Regions from separate parts of the Zea mays genome. Here region 2 is linked to region 1. The links are chromatin contacts, called in public Hi-C maps. All regions are on one chromosome and are shown on one strand. The core of a region is the stretch at or near the end of the contact, and the rest is flanking DNA. Distances in the headings are between cores, read along the strand shown.

Region 1 (2,700 bases), core at 147-2,646:
ATTATCATCTTCGCCTCTGTCATCGTGAATAGCAGAAACATATTGTTGCCGATCGTGCTCCGAGTGCGCATGTGCTGCTTGGTTGCCCTGATAAAAAATATCGATAATGAACAGCAGTAAGGAGTTAATGGAGAAGAAAGGAAGGTATAACCTGTTGTAAGCGAGGTAGATAGGAGAATGATGACCTGTTGGGAGGGAGGGGTTTGTTTGTTGTCTTGCCTATCGAGGATGGCATCAGCGAGGGCACGATAGCACTCATCCTCAATGGGCTCCCAGTTGTTGTTGAAGATGTTGAGGAGTTCCTTGAGTACTGGGGTGGCCTGCTTCTTAGAGAAACCAAGCAGCTTCATGGCGTTCAATGCCTTCTTGGCCCTTTCCTTGTTGCTGCTCATGTTGGTGTTGATGGAAGAAATGGCGAACAGCTATGGTGGCGGTTGCTCCCTGTCCTACTGCAGCCTGTGGCGAGCGCCATGGGCAAGAAAATGGTCAAACACTTTATAACTGGGCAAAATAAACTACTCAAGTTGCACAAAATGCATGCAACCGAATACTATACAGTACTAGTACTGTTTGTTATGAGCAGTAGCCGATGCAAGCAAAACCCATGAAAGTAAGAGAAAATAAGGCGTGACCAAACGAAGGTACCAATCCCCAAGGTTGGGTCGTTAATTTTTTTTCCCCCGCCAGAATCGTCAGAACAGATCAGATCGCACCAAAAAAAAAACAAGACGAAATACAAAATAGAAAAAGATACGACGGTACTAAAAATGAGAGCCATTTTTTTGTGTGCCTCGAAGGAAGACACAAAATCCCTAATGCCTGAACTGAATGGTGGCTTAGGTTTTCCAGAGCCCAATGCATGAACTAAAATGGTAGCTTAGGTTTACGAGAATCGTTGAAAACATTAGAACGCACCCGCACCTTAAAAAATGGTCAGTCTTTTTTTCCCTGTTAAGAACCAGTATAAGAAAGATGCTTAAATGAAATGAAAGGTGACCTCAAGTGCTACAACAGGAAAATCCGCAGTGGATCCACCACATACGATGCGTGAGAAGGGAGATGAATGAATAGTGACGGAGGAAGGGAGGAGGGGAGGAGAACAGGAAGGAAAAGAGACACACCTGTACTTCAACGGACTCCAGTGGACGAGGAACGGACTGGAATGGGAAGGATTAACTGCAATCAGGGGAGGCATTCATTCCCCGCTCCATCCTACAGTTGTATGCGTGATTCGCTCGCCAATCTCACAGATTGATGATTGTCTATACTAGGAAGGGGGAAGAGGAAAGGCGGAAGAGGCGAGGAGGACTTGGGGTTTTCTCTCTTCCTCTGGCGTCTGCTGGGGTTTCTCTCTTCTTCCCAGGTCCCCCCAACCAACAACAAAGGAAGGCAACAAGGCGCGGCGAGCGGATGGGTCACTGACCTGTTGTTCGACCTGGGCGATCAAATGGGAAAGGCGAGGCCATGCCATCATGATTTGGGCCGACCCAGCGACCATCATTCCTTCTGAACTGGGCCAAGAGGCCCAAATGAAGCGCAACGCAGCCAAGAAAGGTCCATGTTTGACGTATCGCAAGTATTAAGGTGTCGTTCATGAAATATAACGTAATTGACAATGATAATAATTTATATTTGATTATTAGCGGTAATAAGTTTGAATTGCACGATATCAATTTCTAGTATGATATATAATTACGGTTAGATTTAAATAAACATATTTCAAGGTTATTGTTCACGTTACAAATATGTGAACCAAACAACACCTAAGTAAAAAGAAATCTCAGCCCTATCATCGTGACACCGAGTTCCTTCATTCCCTTAATCCCTTTAGCCTCCCCACTAAACCTTAGCTCCCTCTCTCTCTTTCTAGGATGTCGCAATCTTCAGCTCTCAGGTGTGGCGACGACGGTGGGGACTGGGGACGGCATCCTGGTCGCCCTCTCCCAGTCGGAGGTTGTGGCGCAGTAGTGCAATGCGAAGAAGCTTATGTGTAGCACAGGGAAGGCGGCGTGGATTGCGGGGTCAACCTTTTTCTGGTGCTGGGACTGCCGCTCATCATCGAGATGGACCAGGAGCAGCAGCTCAATGACCTAGAGCTGCAGCAGCAAACGCTCCTAGGCGAGCCACTGTTGCCGCCAGCCAAGTAGATATATCAATCTTTTTGTTCCTATAGGCAAAATTGCTAGGTTTCTATTTCTACCAAGCTCATCATCCGAGAGGAGTTTTAAAAGGAGGGGCTTATCGAGTCGACCTGTTGTTGGTCAGCCGTAATTCAAGGTTCGTATTTCATGCAACACTAGTTTAGCTTCCTTCCCAAGAATTGAAACAGATCGATTAGATAAGTCATTCTCTGTCGTTGTTGCCACCTTATGTAATCCTCTATCTATGTTTGCACGCTAATTGTGTGTGATTTTAATAAATCTGCTTCTTGCTCTTATTCGGTCTGGATCATCTTGGATGATGAACGCCAAACATTTTGCATTGGGTGTATTGTGATCCTAAGCGCCCTATGCGAAGCTCCTCTTGATGGCATTGTTGTTTTGGCAACTGATGGATCATTGATGAAGCTGACATGTCATTCAAAAGCTCTTCTACGGTGATGAAACCTATTATCAAAAGCAGGGGTGTTTGGTCTGTTTGCAGCGGTTCGCGGGCGTGGACGCGAAAAACACCTGACGCAGAGGGACATTCTAGCAGCCC
Region 2 (2,700 bases), core at 167-2,666, 610 kb after region 1:
TAGGATCAATGCACGATATTCAGCAGCATTGTTGGTTGCAATGCCCAGACCCTCACGTAGTTGAGCAATCTTCAGTAAAGATCATAACACGGTAACCAGCTAGGTATGATAACTCGGTATAAATAGAACACATCAGTTTAGTTACCAGTTGGCTACATACCACGGAACCATCTACCTGCCTTATTATTGCTCCAGCACCGGCTTTCCCTGGATTTCCTTTAGAGGCACCATCAAATTCAAGAATACAAGAGAGCTGCAAAAAAGGTCAAAACTGCTGATGAGCGCAGCTTCATGTATCATCACAGCACAGATAAATTAAAAATATACATGCTAGTAACAAACCAAACCATAACTACAGGAACAAGCCAAATAACAATACAGAGAGTGGGCATTGCATTATTTATACTCACATGACTATCAGGTAATGGTACCTGCTCATCAACTTTGGGATGCTTCTTTGATGGTCCGATTTCCTTGAGAAAATGATTTTTAGTGCGAGTTAATGAGATATATAAAGGTCACTTTTGAATGGAAATGAACCACAGTGACAAAGAAAACGCTACTCACAATCTCCTGTGATCTTTTCAGAGTAGACGATGCAGCTCCATCAGGTTGCTGAAACCATAAGTTGCACAATGAGCACACCATGAGATGTTAATGTTACGGCAAAAGTCAGGTAGTATAAAACTGAATTTCATGTCCAGAAATCACCAGCAACCTTATCGAACTCTAAATTACCTGAAGCAGCTGGAACTTACGAGCAGAGAGCATTGTTCGTGTTACCTGGAAAGGGCAGGGAACTAGATCGTCGAACAATTCATCTCGTGCATCTGTTGCATCAATGGCGTAGAGAGCGTTCCTTAACCCGCGCGCGGCGAGGTATTCCTCGGTGTCTTTACGCAGCGAGTAGCCTTTGAAGACGGTGACAGAAGGGTCGCGAACCTAGCAGCAGTAGCAGTAGGGGCATGGTCAGCCACAGCAAGAAAGCAAAGGAAGGAAAGTCACGGAACTCGAAGGCACATACCGAATTGCTGACTTGAGCTTGGCATTCGCTGAGGGTTTTGTAGATGCCGATGACGTCCCCCTTGCGGACGACGTAGAAGGGTTCACCGACTGAAGACGAGTCCATTGACGTCTTTGCGGCGGATCTCTTGGTGGAGCGCAGTGAGGAGGAGGAGGAGAAGCGCGTGCGCGGCTGTGGGAGTGGGAGTGGCGACGGCGGCGGCGGTACGGAAGGCCTGACAGCCCAGAAGAACGGGTAGTGCCTCCTCCACGCCGCTCTGGAAATCAGCAACCCACAGTGGAAAGAAGAGTAACTGCGAATCACCATTAGAGAGGCGGAGGAGAAGGGCAGAAGTCTGGCCAGGCTGGGACCGGAGGTGGGGCTTACCAACCGCCGCCGCGCAGGAGCAGGCAGGTGCTCCCTTCCCTTCCCAGTAGAGACGGGCAGACGGCGATATCGACGAAGATAGAATGGACCGGGCAGACTATTGGGATGGATTCTCTTCGAAGCCCACTAAGTGATGGGCCTTTTCTGTAAGAGAATGAATATCTAAAGCAAAGCCCATAAAATGAGACAATATTGGGTCAATGCTGATGTCGTGGCGTCTGGAGCTTACCAAAGCCCATGAAAGCTTTGACTTGGAGCTTTCCTGTTCATTTCCTTCTTGCCTTTCTTGGTCGCTCCTCAGTCTTCTGGACTGCACGGTACTTCTCGCGACGATTGATTTCGTCGTGGTCGTCGCTTTATGGCTACCTGCCTAGCTTGGTTGCTCCTCTCTCTTCTTATCAGGCTAGGTAAGTTCTCGTGCGTTACAACCAAATCGTATAATAACACGATAACTTATGTACATGTGTGTTATATGTATATGCTCGTCCGTTGCTACGGAGTTAATATTATAAAACAAAAATTTTTTGTATATTAATGTATTTTATCATAACAACACACGAGCATATACCTAGTTAGATTCTTATGTGGTGAGGTCACAACTATTTAATTCCATTATGCTCTATAGGTTGCATGTACACGAGATAGTTCACGGGCAACTACTGATAAAGTGGTTCCTAAAGAGCTTCGAGCTATATGACAGTAACATACTGATGAAGTGGTTTCTAATACAAGAGCATACTGATGAAGTGGTTCCTAATACAAGGACTGAAGAAGTGGTGAATGGAGGGCTGTGGGTGTCTCATCACAGATTGCTACGACAGAAGCTGGTAGTACTATTTCAGCAGGAGCAACATCGTCTCCATGCATTGTTAGATGTTTAGTTAAAAATCACCCCGAAGAAGAAAGTGTAATCTGGCCACTTAAATTGTAATATGTGAAGTGCAGTGTGTACCGGTATGTGAACTTGTTTGAAACTATAATTTGTGAAATGAACTACTGTTCTCTAGTGAAAATAGTCTAGAATTCATTCAGTGATCTCAAGCACTGCTTTCTAGTGAAAATACTCCTCTATTTCCCTTGTAATCTATGAACTGCAGTTATTTCAGATTTCGGTAAAATAGTCACTTAAATCTGCAGTTATTTCGTATTTCTATGAAAATAGTCACTTGAATCTGCAGTTATTTCAGATTTCTATGAAACTGAACAATATTTATTTCTAAGAAACTATACAATAGTTCAAGACAAACTCAACAATATTTCCTGAGAAACAGAAAAATAGTTCATGAGAGATTGAACAATAGTTCCTAAGA

The links. Hi-C and Micro-C count contacts between places; a contact is called where the count stands out from the background.
Region 2: a contact with region 1 is called in a Hi-C map of tassel, with 4 times the contacts expected there. The contact joins the promoter of LOC100274104 here to the promoter of LOC100280021 in region 1. A contact is called at or near these places in 2 of 25 Hi-C or Micro-C datasets (ear and tassel).

The regions. Positions count from the first base shown.
Region 1 is chr4:50,772,951-50,775,650 of Zm-B73-REFERENCE-NAM-5.0, forward strand. LOC100280021 (putative SET-domain containing protein family) reads right to left here and starts at 1,397. Exons shown (of 9, transcript NM_001152966.1): 1 at 1,122-1,397; 2 at 186-456; 3 at 1-87. The coding sequence starts at 392.
Region 2 is chr4:51,386,750-51,389,449 of Zm-B73-REFERENCE-NAM-5.0, forward strand. It overlaps LOC100274104 (putative rnase H family protein), which reads right to left and starts at 1,417. Exons shown (of 9, transcript NM_001360534.1): 1 at 1,025-1,417; 2 at 784-942; 3 at 568-615; 4 at 411-473; 5 at 161-253; 6 at 1-69. The coding sequence starts at 1,330.